Linked DNA regions of Rattus norvegicus: region 1 is linked to region 2. A link is a contact called in public Hi-C data. All regions are on one chromosome and are shown on one strand. Each heading gives the region's core, a stretch centred on a gene start, on an enhancer-like site or on the middle of the called end of the contact. The rest is flanking DNA. Distances are from core to core; before and after follow the strand shown. Region 1 overlaps Pdzph1 (PDZ and pleckstrin homology domains 1). Region 2 has its middle 25 kb from the start of Gin1.

Region 1 (6,729 bases), core at 582-3,081, 350 kb before region 2:
TCTCTTTTTGGGGGGAGGGGATATTTACATTTTAATTGTTATCCCCTTTCTCCATTTCCCCGTCCAGAAACCCGCTCTCCCTCCACTGGCAGCTTATATAGTATTTCCTGGTACCACTGAAGCAGGATAGATGGCTCCAGCTTAGACTCTGAGTCCCATGTCCAAACATGTGATGTCTACTTGTTGTCTACAAGAAAGTTATCTTGGCTTTAAAGATTCACGCCATCTAAGAGAATGGACAGAACTGTTCCAAGCGAGTGGGATCAAGAAGCAAGCAGACATTGCCGTCCTAATATCCCACAATATAGACTTCACACTCATCAGAGGGCACAAAGACAAGCTCTTTAATCTTTTTTGTTTGTTTGTTTTGTTTTTTGTTTTTGTTTTGGGTTTTGGTTTTCTTCTTTCCATTTTTTATTGGAAATTTTATGTATTTACATTTTCAAATGCTATCCCCTTTCCCCCTCTTCCATACCCCTGCCCTCTCCCCCTCCTTCTATAAGGAGGCTCCCACTCCCACCTCAATGCCCTGGCACTCCCCTACACTGGGGAAACGAGCTTTCACAGGACCAAGGGCTTTTCCTCCTATTGATGCTGGGCAATGCCATCCTCTGTCGAATATGTGGCTGGAATCATGGGTCCCTCCACACATATTCACTGGTTGGTGGTTTAGTCCCTGGGAGCTCTGGGGTATCTGGTTGGTTGATATTGTTCTTCCTATGGGGTTGCAAACTCCTTCAGCTCCTTCAGTCCTTTCTCTAACTCCTCCATTGGGGACCCTGTTCTCAGTCCAATGGCTGGCTGCAAGCATCCACCTCTGTATTGACCAGGCTCTGGCACAGCCCCTCAGGAGACAGCTATATCTGGCTCCTGTCAGCAAGTACATCTTGGCATCCACAATATTGTGTGTGTTTGGCGACTGCATATGGGATGGATCCCCAGGTGGGGCAGTCTCTGGATGACCTTTCCTTCAGTCTCTGCTCCACACGATGTCTTCGAATTTCCTCCTGTGAGTGATTTTGTTCCCCTTTCTAAGAAGGACTGAAGCATCCACGCTTTGGTCTTTCTTCTTCTTGAGCTTCATGTGGTTTGTGAATTGTATTTCCGGTATTCCAAGCTTTTTGGATAATATCCACTTATCAGTGGGTGCACACCATGTGTGTTCTTTTGTGACTGGGTTACTTCACTCAGGATATTTTCTAGTTCCATCCATTTGCCTAAGAATTTCATGTAGTCATTGTTTTTAATAGATGGATAGTACTCCATTCTGTAAATGTACCACATTTTCTGTATCTGTGCCTCTGTTGAAGGACATTTGGGTTCTTTTCAACTTCTGGCTATTATAAATAAGGCTTCTGTGAACATAGTGGAGCACGTGTTAGAGCATCTTCTGGGTATATGCCCAAGAGTGGTATCGCTGGGTTCTCAGGTAGTGCTATGTCCAGTTTTCTGAGGAACTGCCAGGCTGATCTCCAGAGTGCTTGTACCAGCCTGCCACCAGAATCTTAAAGATCATCCATCTGTCTCCAAGTCTATCTTCCTTCCATAAACCCTTCTGTGTAATTTAGACGACGCCCGGTAGGTGGCGCAGCTTACTCACAGTTAGTTTTCAAAGTTACAGTTTGCAGTCGTTAGAAACACATGTCTTGTAAATGCTGGAAGGAAAATGAGAACTAATCAACAAAAGAAGAAAATGAGTACTGAAGATGATACAACATAAAGTCCATTAATTAAGTTAGGTGATTGCTCGCTTGAGAATCCCAAGCTCACAGGCTTAGGCACTTTCCACTCTGAAGCCCCTGTTGGCAGTGACACAGGCAGCCACTTCCTGTATGAAAGGGTGTTAGGCAGGCAGTAGGTGATTGGATGAGCTCGTACCTGCGGAGATGCTCTGTTAGAACTACTTATACAGCGTTAAGAGGGCTTTTCCTTGCAAAGGATAGGAATAAACCCCTCCTTGGCCTCCTGTACATTTGTTCGTCCACCGCCTTCTGCTTTTTCTTTGCAACGTTCCTTTTACAAAATCAATGTTCAAGTCACAATTTATAAGAATTTTTTTCCCAAATGATATTCTTCCCAGTCTTCCCAGACTGACCAGTGCCTTTGTTCACCTTTAAAAGGGCTACTCTTTAGGGAGTTTTACACGCATTCAGTTATTCATCAATTACTTGTGGACAGCTTACGTTATGCCTGAGATACCACTGTCAACGCTTCTCTTTGGGAAAAAAAAAATGACACAGAGTAACTTTCGACACTGGCACAGTGAATTGAAGGGAGGGGCTTGAGGCTGGAAGTGTGTTTCCTCTTGTGTCTAACTAAGCAGCTGGTCTCTGTGATAACAATGTGTCCAAAGATCCTAGTGAAGGATGTAGTCGGAAGAAACTGGGGACCTGAAGTGAAACACTGAACCATTTGAACAAGTATTGAGAGTCCATCAAGTTGCTTCTTACAGATGGCACAAAGAATTTCCTTCTGAAATTCAGATACTGTGCCTCTTTTCCTCCCATGACAGAACTAAGCTCTTGAGACAACCCTGATGACATGCTGAAAGGAAGGAGGACATCACAAAACAAAACACAAAGGCGGCAACAACAGTAACAAAACAAAACAAAAAACTGGCCAGAAGAACACACTGTAGAACTGCGGCACTCAGATGCCTGAGAGAGCCTTCAAAGCAACCTGTTCCATCTCCTCTCAACTTTTTCAAAAGCATCAATGGAAAGCTACAGTTAGACTCACCCAGAAGCTCGTCATAGATCCCAGGCATCGGCATCTGAAAAGACAGCTGGAGCTCTATGGAATCCTGATATTTTTACCAGTCCTTTGCCTCTCAAAATACAAAACCAAACAAAACCAAGAAAACACAGCTATTCGTCCTCGTAATACCAGTTCTTCAGAAGAATGGGGAGAGAGATAAGTTCACAAAATTTTCACACACACACACACACACACACACACACACACACACACACACACACACTAGTGTTAAGAGAGCCTTGACTTTCTCATTATGAAGAAGAACTGGTAATGTTGGTGATTGTTGACTTGCTAATCTGCAAAGAGGCAGATGATTTCTTTCTGCACTTGAGCAAAGTTGGGGCATCAGGCAGGCTTTGGGGCCACAATATTATGTTTCCATATGGATGGTGGCATTTTGAGAACAGTGATGTACAGTTTCTAATTCTTGAAGTCTTGAGCCTTCACCTCATCCTGTCCTTGGGGCTCCGTGAGGAAGAAGCCCTGGTGGTACTGAGCCAGGGGGTAGGAAGGCTGCCCTGCCCACTCGTGTTGCAGAAGATATTTCAAGAACACCATCGGACTCTGTTCACATTTGTCTTAGAAGGCAGACTCTGAGCAAAATAAGCTAAAGTAAATTTGGGTTGGTGACCTACCTTTTTAATTAAGTATTAGGGTGTTCGCTAACCCTTCTATCTATCAACTCCAATAATCAAGGGCAAAGGTCAGGCTGTCTGCTGTCTGGTTGGTATATGGTCACCAGACAAACTTAATGATTTTTTTTCTTATTTCTTATATCCTCAAAAACAGGAAGGGAGAGGATCTGACTTCTTTATTTTTTTAATTGACTATTTTATTTATTTACATGTCAAATGTTGTCCCCCCTTCCTAGTCTTCCCTCCACAAACCCCCATCCAATCCCCCCTTCCTTTGCCTCTAAGACGGTGCTCCCCCACCCACTCCTGACTTCTTTCTTGTACTGAACTTTCTAGTAAGTTGTAACTGATGACAGTGCCTTTGGAAATCTTGATCCAGATGCCTGAAAACCATTTTCAAAGACTATTAAAGCACTACATAGTTGCTACTTCAACAGAAGGAGAGTCAGTCAACTAAATGCCTTTATTATCACAGGGCAGTCATAGGGAAAACACTCAAGGGCAGACTCCTGAGATAAATTACCCATGAGGTGTAACTGTCCTTTTTATTTTCCCTGTGGGATAGCTTTATCCTCATTGTTTACATGAAGAGTATCCACTTGCAGATCTGCCCTTTCGCCTCAGGACGAAGATAATGTTTCCATTTCAACTGAGTCATCCCCGTCCTAAATATTGCACAATGTCACGGCCTGACATCTCCAGTTTGTTTTGGCCAAACACAGCGACAGGGCAAGCCAGGCTGAGGCTCTGAAATCTCTGTGCGCACTCTGCCATTTTGTGTGCTGGTCGGATGAATGCCTAAGGTTGTGAAGAATTGCAGTACTGAGTGAGTTACAAAGGGTGAGACATCTTAAAATAAAAACCTTTGAGGTGGAGTGCCTGGTCAAGCGATAGGAAAAAAATATGCTCTGAAATCACACAGGGGACATCTGCAATTTGAAGCTTTTTTCTTTTCAAATTTGAAATAGAGGGAGCTCAAGGTCAGTTTAATATTAATTCTCCTCCAGTTCTTTCATCCAGATATCAGGTTGCATTTGAATCCCGCAACGAGTTATGAATTTAGGTCACTTTGGCCTTCAGAGGAGAGATTTCTTGATAAATATTCTGTATCCGTCTATTTGGTCTTCGATATCGCAGAAAGTAAAAATGGCCAAAACTTGCCTTTTTCGTGGAAGGGAAATTCATTTCTGCTGAGTTGAAATTGCTTCTGAATAACTCACGGGGGACAGTGAGCCCGTCACATCTGATACTATCAGCAGCTCTAAAGCGGTGTTGTTCTACAACGGGTGCTAGGGGAGCAGGGAAGCCGGAGTTGGTTGGTGTGAGAACTTCAATCCAGAATCTCACGTAGGTCACAGGAAGGCGATGTTTTTGAAAAGAGAACCCCAAGTTAAAAACTATGTAGAAGTAACCTTAAAAAAAAAAAAAACCTCACTGTAAAAAACATCTATAAACAAACAAACAAACATGTGAATATACAATTTTAGTCTGCTGAAACATGATCTTAGGTGATGGCCGAAGCACCGTGTTCAATCTCCTTCAGTTCGTTATTTTTTTTAAACGTTTTTATTGATAATCTTTTACTTGTGAAGGATGCAGCTGATCATTACCTTAGAAGTAAGGGTTAGTAAAAAGGCTGTCCTCTTACAGTAGGTGAAGATTGATCTTAGACCTCCAACATGGTAGGATTTGCAAGGGTATTGGAATAAGAGGTAAGGGAACTCTAAGTAGAACAGGGTGAGGAGAAGGCGGGCAGGTCTGTGCTGGTCCAACAAGGTGTCAGTGGGTTCAGTTGGTTACGTTATGACTGAGAACAGACCAGAGCCATGTCTGAGAAAGCTTAATTCGGACTTCAAAGCTCCACTGTACTTGAGCCCTGGCTCTGATTCCAGAAGGATAAAATGAAGCAATCCTTTAGCCTTACGGGGGTGATTCTGGACACTTAGATGTAGGGTAAGCTAGGGACCTTTTAATTAGGTCGGAGAGATAAGATAATTGAAGAAATGATCCAAAAGCGAAGTGGCTGAATTTCAATGGTGGCACTAAGAGCCCAGGAAGGAGACTGGTGTCAAAGCTTAGGCTAAATTGGTGTCTGTTCAGATAACTGGTTTTTTTTTGTTTGTTTGTTTTGTTTTGTTTTGTTTTTTTCCGGCACCTCTTTCCAGTCATAAATCATCCCCAGCACTGGATACCCTCTGACATCGTTCGTTCACTACTACAAGGAATCAGTTCAAATAATACAATGTTAATGAAATAAATACCATCATCTCCACGTTCCCTCTAATGTCTGGGTACTGCGGATAATGGTGTGTCAGTGGAGTTGGCTTGCTTTGCAATTGTACGTCGTTTGATTCACACATTTAAGAATGTGTGTCTAAAATCCCCAGGCTGGGCAAAGATCGGGACTATAGTTCCTTCAAGGATCTAGGTTATGGTTGGAGTCATGGCTGGTCTCAAGGTTCCCAGATTTCCAACATCTGGGTTCACAGTTGTGGGAGAACATTGTGACACTGCTCCCAGTTTCTGAAGGCAGCCTTGCCTTTGCCCATCACCCACTGAAGTATCTCTTGCCGCTGATTCTATTACTTCTTGTCTTTGAGTGTTTCTATTGTATGAGCATGTCTTTGAAACGCCTTTAGAATGTCACTGCCCTCATAGCTAAAACCAATCTTAACTTCTACGTCATTCTAATCTTCTGCACAGTTGTTTCCTTAATAAAGAATACTCTGTGTTCTTCCTGGATCAAAGTTCATTTGTTATTGCACCATATCAGAAGCTAATATCTCTCAGGGGTGAATGCCAAGTCTCCTTTGATTCACTTCCTCGTAGATAGGAGCAAGAGGAAATTAAGGCTTCGCAAGGCTCATCAGGTCATCGAGGATCCGGTGGTATAGAGAGGCGGGCATGAAGGAAACTGTTAACAGGAAAATGTAAAGATAATATGCTGGGGTAGGCACGCTATGCCCATTTTCCTCTCAAATTGACTCTTGGCAGTCCTACTGAGTGACCTGTGCACTGAGAATATTGACACACATACTGATATCCTTTGCTATGTAACTTATCAAAGTCACCACTTGGGCCAAAGAAATTGAAAATAAAAGCACAGTAAGTCTTTACTTTTTAACTTTATGGTGAAAATTATGATAATGTCAAAAGAATGTGTGTCCGTAAAACTGCCATGCATTTATCTCACTTCCTGTAGCTATATAAAATGGCATTGGTGATAGAAAGATTGTTCCTACTCTGGAACTTGGAGAGCTCACTGCTCTTTTATTTTCTTTTAATAGAAAAATAAGCTGACTAATAAACAAAGAGCTAAAAGTTAGTCAATATTTTC
Region 2 (7,249 bases), core at 96-2,595:
TTTACCCACTGGTCCTACCCCCACCACCACCCCCCACCCCCACATTGATAATAGCATCATGAGGACCCCGTGAAATAAGCTGCTGTGAACAACCACGTAAGGTAATTATCAGATAAATCACCCACAGAGTCTGGTCAGATTAGTAAAGAGCTTTCCCTTCCGAAATATTCTACAAAGAAAAGGAGAGATGGCCACTTCTTCAGGTATGTAGACACCAGCATAAGAATGTGAGAATCATGAATAATCAGAAACATTATACAACCAAGCTTTCAGAATAATCACCAATTGCTGGCCCTCAAGAAACCTCTGTAGAAAATGTGCATGGAAAGTTCAAATAATCTACAGGTGAACATAGGCAACTTTAAAAAATCTGAAACAATACATAGGAAAAGGAATGAGCGGTTTAGCAAAAAGAAACTGTGATAGACAATGTTAGTTATATTCCAGACACAGTCTAGAATTATCTTCGAAGAAGAGTTAAGTGAGGAATGTCTAGATTAACTGAAAGGCTCTTGAATGTGGTGTTTGAGGTGGGAATGTACAGTACTAGCTCGTAGTTGCTGGGGGCTGGGCTGGTTAAGAGTGATCTTTGTTGGAATTCGTGGAGGTGGACCTTTAGGACAAAGCCCCACCCAGTTAAACTTCCGACCTGTGGAAATGAAAGACCCAAGGAACTTTGTGCTCCAGAGAGGCAGCAACTCGGGAGTGACTGTCACACTGTCCCTGCTAAGGTCTTCACGTTTGGTGTGGTTGGAGTGACTGTCACACTGTCCCTGCTAAGGTCTTCACGTTTGGTGTGGTTGGAGTGACTGTCACACTGTCCCTGCTAAGGTCTTCACGTTTGGTGTGGTTGGAGTGACTGTCACACTGTCCCTGCTAAGGTCTTCACGTTTGGTGTGGTTGGAGTGACTGTCACACTGTCCCTGCTAAGGTCTTCACGTTTGGTGTGGTTGGAGTGACTGTCACACTGTCCCTGCTAAGGTCTTCACGTTTGGTGTGGTTGGAGTGACTGTCACACTGTCCCTGCTAAGGTCTTCACGTTTGGTGTGGTTGGAGCTCGTGCATCTGGATAGTGACTTTTCATCCAGAAAGGGGATGAAGTGTTTGAGAAATTAATGTTGCAAAGGTAACCATATCAAGAGTGGAAAACCAGTATCCAGATTCATGAGCCCTGCTTATATTAACTATAAAAATACCTTTACCTGACATAATCAAATTCTTAGGAACCAAAGAGTTTTTAAATCAGCAAGAAAAGAGCAACTTGTCAACTGAGAAAATGCCCCACCAGCCTGGATTGTGGGCAAGGCTGTGGTGAACATTCCCCTTCCTAGTGAGTCAGTGCATTTTTATTGGGGTTGTGAACAGGAGCAGAAGACTCACAACAGCTGTGTCACCAAAGAACAGCCCAACACGGGTGACAGATGATAAACACAAAATCCCCAGAGCTGTAGCAGCCAGACAGGTGGAGAATCTTCTCCTGGTAATTAATCTCCTCTCCCAGGAGCTGTTTACCATTTCTATATCCTTGGAATTCTGTATCCAAAAGAATTCTCAAGGTTTTATCCTTTTCGCCTGACCTTTGTTCAGTTCACAAGGAGCCTCCCACTCTTTCCTTGTCGGAATGGTTCATTGTGAAACAATCCACTCTGGACAGTTACCAGCAGCCATGCTACTTAAGCCAATTCGGAGTATTACGAGCCCTTTAATAATGGCCAGGCCAAGCATAGGTACTATCTCCAGTCCCTGTTGGTGCCAAAGCTCAGGAGTAATGTTTTAAACGACAAAACTGATAATTACATTAGTGCTGGGAGTAGGGTTGCATCAGTGAGGGGTTAGCATAGACTTCTAACATCTGGCTTCTGGCAGACCTACCTTAGCTGTATGGTGACATGTGGTGAATTCTCTCGACGGAGGACTGATGCAGCAGGATAGCAATCATTGTGGGTGGTGCCGTCTCAGGTGGTCTTGGGTGCTGTAAGAAAGCAGTCCAGTAAGCAACAATCTTTCCTGACCTCAGTGTCAGTTTCTGCCTCTAGGTTCCTACCCAGTTTGAGTTTATGTCCTGAGTTCCTTTGATGATGAAATATGATGTACAAATGTAGGCCAAGTGTAAGCCAAGCCCCAAGTTACTTATAGTCACGGTGTTTCATCAGAGCAAGAGAAACTGTAAGACAAATATCTATGCATTTATAGTTACGTTTTAGAGTTTTGTCTTTGTGTTTATCCATTAGTTGGAGTGGAAAGAGAAAGGTGGGGAGAGTGTGTGTCAGAAAACAGCTTTGTGAAATTGTTTCTGTCTAGTCATCTTTAGAAGCGTTATGGATCCTGAACTCAGTCCATCAGGCTCCCATAATAAATGTTTTACCCACTGAGCCATCTCCCCTTTCCAGTTAAGTAATCATCAATGCTTTCCAGGCATGCAAAATGTTGAAGGTTTTCTTCAGTAAACTACCTACATATAACACAACTAATATAATATAAAAATTAAAGTCAGAGTAGACCTAAACTGTTTAGTCCTAGACCTAAAGTTTCTAGAAGAAATCTAAAAAGTCCTGCTGATAATGATCTCCACAATGATTTTTGTATTTTGCCTCAAACACAATCAACTAAAGTAAAATAAGGCTTGTAGAATTGCATTAAACAAAAATCCTTCTACCCAGCAAAACAAAAAAGTGTAGGCACAACCTGTGGGATGGGAGAAAATGTACAGAGAAGATGTCAGTAGAAAAAGTAGGAAAGGAACTCAACAGCTAAGCGGCATTACTTTAAAACTGGTTGAAAAAATGGACAAAAAAATGAATAGACATTTCTCCATGGACAGGAGATACATGGAGAAAAAGATCATCAGTCAGAAGAGTAAGCATCAATAAACTTTGGCTATTCTTTTAAAAGGCGAGGTAGTGTGGTGGCTATTCTTGGCTGTCAACTTGACTACATCTGGAATTAACTAAAACCCCAAAATGGAGGACACACCTGTGAGGGATATTGGCTTAATTTTAACTGGGAAGATCAACTTCAAATCTGAATCTGAGGTAGGAAAACACAACTTTAATCTAGATATCTTTTGAGCCAGAAAAACCTACCTTTACTCTGGGCCACACTTCCTGCTGGAAGCTTATATATGGACATGAAAGGAGGAAATTTGCTTTTTGCCTACTTGCTCTGGCTTGCTAGCAAGTTCAATGCTTTACTGGCATTAGTGTCTACTACTTTGGGATTCCAGTATATACTGAAGAGCTGAGACAGTCTTGTGGACTGAGCAACTACTGGATTTTTGAACTTTTTTACTCATAGACAGCTATTGTTGGATTAGCTGGACCACAGCCTGTAAGTCTCTCTGTCTCTCTGTCTCTCTGTCTCTCTGTCTCTCTTCGCTATCTCTCTCTCTCTTATTCTCTTTGTCTCTGTCTCTCATTCTCTCTCTCTCTGTCTCTCTCTGCCTCTCATTCTCTCTCTCTTCTCTCTCTCTCTCTCTCTCCTCTCTCTCTCTCTCTCTTTCTCTCTCTCTCTCTTTCTCTCTCTCTCTCTCTCTCTCTCTCTCTCTCTCTCTCTCTCTCTCACACACACACACACCACAGGGAATTTATTTTATATTTATTATATATTTATTTTATATCTATATATCATATATATATATACATATGGAGAGAGAGATTCAGTCTGAAGTCCTATTACTCTGACTAATACAATAATAACTGCTGGTTATATATCTAAGGGAACTTGTCATATTTGGAAAAAAATATTTGTACTCACATGTTTTGTACAACACCATAATACTAACAATGAAGGAATAGTTAGGATCATGTGACACGTGTATTGAAAGAAATAACTTACAAAGGAAGGAAATTCTATCATCTTCCAAGTATAGTTTTATAGTAAGTGAGTCAAGAAAAGCGCATTGTATTGTGTGATATGGCCTATATATGAGCTCTCAAATTTTTCAAAACCATAGGAGCAGTTTGCAGAATGGGGGTTGCAGAAGTCAGAATTTGGTTTAAAGAGGAGGGGGCTGTCAGTGGGTAGAAAGTTTCGATGTTCTGAGTATCTAATGTGTATCACATAGAATTTGTCAATAATTCTGCATTGTTGAAATCTTAGATGTTCTCACCACACACAGAAATGTTAACTGTTAGTGTTAGTCATTCATTGCAACGAAATATGAGAAATAGATCAACATAGTGGGAATAGATTTATTTTGGAGTCTGGTTTAAACATTTTGAATCCATAGTTGCTTGGTGCTAACAATTGGCCTGTGGAAAGCAAACATCATGCACATGTTCCTCATATCACCAGACAGCACAGAAAAGGCAGCAAGGAAGGGAGGGTTAAACAATATAGGAAGCAGAAGAGAAAGGGTGGGCCGTGTAGAAACTGTAGCCCCCAAGGGCAACCTCCAATGGCCTGATTCCACTAAGTTACACCTCCCATGACTCTGTTCCCTCTACTAGTCCGTTCCATTATGAGCCCATAAATCTACCAACATGTTGATGAGACCCAGTCCTCCAGAGCCAACTGTTTACTTAAAAATCTCATTTCTGGACATTGCTTTACTGGGGACCAAACTTCTAACCCATGAGCTTTTCCAAGTTCAAAGCATTACATTCATCCACTACTCCTCAAGGTTCTTGCCCACAATGACCCCCAAAACACTTAGCCCATCTCTAAGCCTCAGTAGCCCCAAGAGTCCTCGAAAGTCTACTCTCTGCTCTTTTATTTAGGGCACCTCTTAGCTGACAGCTCTTGTAAAGCTCACCAGTGATGGGGTAGGCAGAGGGAAGATCCCCATTCTGAAAAGAAATTAAAGCGAGGCCGGAATGTAGCAGGGACAGTAGTAAATCCTGTAACTCTATATCTGTCATGTTAGACATGGGATCAGCAGAATGTGTTCCCAAAACAGTTCAGGCAGCCTGTGCCTGGGTGGCTGCAGTTCACATGTTCACACTTTTTTTTTTTAAGGATTTATTTATTTATTTATTTATTTATTTATTTATATAAGTACACTGTAGCTGTCTTCAGACACACCAGAAAAGGGCATCAGATCTCAATTACAGATGGTTGTGAGGTACCATGTGGTTGCTGGGATTTGAACTTAGGGCCCGCTGGGAGAGCAGTCAGTGCTCTTAACCACCCAGCCATCTGTCCAGCCCCACTCGTTCACTCTCTGCTTGCTGGCTCTCTTTGTTCTCTTTGTTCCTTTTGTCTTTTCTCAGAATGGCCCATGCTCCCAGCATCTACTTCCTAAGTTCTCCCTTGTACCTGTGGCTTCATTCTCACAGCTTTGCACAAGCTCTTTTCAGAGGCTGCTTGCAAAAGCCTCAAACTCTCACGCATTTTCTGGCCAGCCATGTTTTATGTGAACCCTCGGTGGAATCATCTGTGATTCTGTAACTCCTGCATTCCGTATGCCTGAAGAAACGTATGGGATCAAACCTCTATGTGTGACCAGTTGGAGCCAGGTATAGAGGAATTTTAATGCAATACAAGACTGCTCTGATGATATCTAAAGATCTTCTAGGTCTGTGTGATTCAGCCGGAATGCAGACGTACAACACACCTTAGAACACACCTCTGTTCCCTCTGGCTGGAATCCTTTAAACCCAAACAAGGATGTCTAATTGGGTCAAACAAGAACATCTAATTGAGGGGCAGACAAAGTGATGAATCAGAGAACAAGGTGACAGAATGAGTCAGAGATAGGACACACCCAACTCTCGGGAGCAGAGCTATTTAATAGCAGCTCCGGGAGAGAAAGTCAATTTTGTTCAGACAATTGAGTTCGGTTCAGCAGGGAGCTGGGAGTCGAGGTGGTGCGAGTGCAGTGCAGTCTTGTTGAGTTCATTCCTGAGCTCATAGCAGTTCAGTGAGAAGCTGGGAGAAGCCACAATGAATCAGTCAGCTTGGAGAGGAGTTGAGCCAGAACCACTGAGTTGAACCAGCTGGCCATAGTTCAGAAAGAACTAGAAAGATTGAGCTTATTCAGCAATAAACCTCCAAGATGACAATTACATCAAGTGAATAAAAGTCCGGGTTTGCTTGGACTACAGTCGTGAGTGCCTGCATGAACATTAAGAAACAAGTTTTGGGGCTAGAGAGATGGCTCAGTGGTTAAGAGTTCTGACTGCTGGGGTTGGGGATTTAGCTCAGTGGTAGAGCGCTTGCCTAGGAAGCGCAAGGCCCTGGGTTCGGTCCCCAGCTCCGAAAAAAGAACCAAAAAAAAAAAAAAAAAAAAAAAAAGAGTTCTGACTGCTCTTCAAGAGGTCCTGAGTTCAATTCCCAGCAACCACATGGTGACTTACAACCATCTCTAATGAGATCTGATGCCCTCTTCTGCTGTGACTGAAGTGTACTTATATATACTAAATAAATAAATAGTTCACTTATACAAAAAAAAAAGAAAAGAAACAATTTTTGTAGACTGCTCTTTATAAGCAGCCACTCTGAGACTCTTCTCAGAGCCATGTCTCAAGTGTTTTTACAGTTCTCACCCTCCGTCTACAATGGATAAAGTCTGGCTGATTCCTGAACTTCTACAACAGAATCTAGGAAAATAATCATCAAGCTCAAAGTGCGAATAAAATTTTGTGGTGCTAATTTCCATAGCAACGCATTCGTCTCTACCTATGTAGCTTGTAAACTTTATTATATGAGTTGATGTTGATTAGTGCACCCATAATTGTATCATAATGTATATGTATATGAAAACATTACATTGTATATGATGCTGTTCATCATTTTGGGCAGCCAGCTGTGGACTTTAGCCAACAAATAGAGAAGTAAAAGTATCTCGGTAGTTCTATATTCTGTAGCAGTTCTTACCAGGAAACAACTTCAGCAGCTGAGAAACAACTTCAATGGTGTCTCAACTACTCTTTATCCCAGCAAATCCTGAATGAAATTTCTTCACAGAGCTTCTGAATACATTACTATTTTACATCTCAATAAACCTGCTGTTATGTTTACCACAAGCCAGGCCTGTTAATCCTACGTCCTAAGAAATCTGAGGGACTGAAATCTTACATTCATGGCAGGCCTGGCCTAGGGAAAATAGTGAGACCCATTATTAAAACAAAACAAACAAGCAAAACTTAAAGCTTGAACGTTACTCAGCGTAGAACGCTCTCTTAGCCTAAACAGGACCCTGCTTTTATTACCCAGTATTGTGACAATAAGAACAAAATCTAAACCATCGATGTAAAAACCCAAAGCAGCCACATCCACAACATAACAATGAACAGGTCAATCCTATCAC

What was found. Hi-C and Micro-C count contacts between places; a contact is called where the count stands out from the background.
Region 1: a contact with region 2 is called in a Hi-C map of the A7r5 cell line, with 13 times the contacts expected there. The contact joins two enhancer-like sites. A contact is called at or near these places in 7 of 12 Hi-C or Micro-C datasets (the A7r5 cell line, Schwann cells, frontal cortex and 4 more).

What each region holds. Positions count from the first base shown.
Region 1 is chr9:106,086,168-106,092,896 of GRCr8, reverse strand. The region is part of intron 9 of Pdzph1 (PDZ and pleckstrin homology domains 1); the gene reads left to right. Among named protein-coding and RNA genes, the nearest start is that of Pdzph1, 87 kb to the left of the region's middle. Within about 2 kb of position 1,831, at least 5 of the 93 cell types and tissues checked have an H3K27ac peak or open chromatin away from gene starts, as enhancers often do. A contact at or near this core is called in the A7r5 cell line, where this site is marked.
Region 2 is chr9:105,733,362-105,740,610 of GRCr8, reverse strand. It overlaps a transcript of Ppip5k2 not described here. Among named protein-coding and RNA genes, the nearest start is that of Gin1, 25 kb to the left of the region's middle. Within about 2 kb of position 1,345, at least 2 of the 93 cell types and tissues checked have an H3K27ac peak or open chromatin away from gene starts, as enhancers often do. A contact at or near this core is called in the A7r5 cell line, where this site is marked.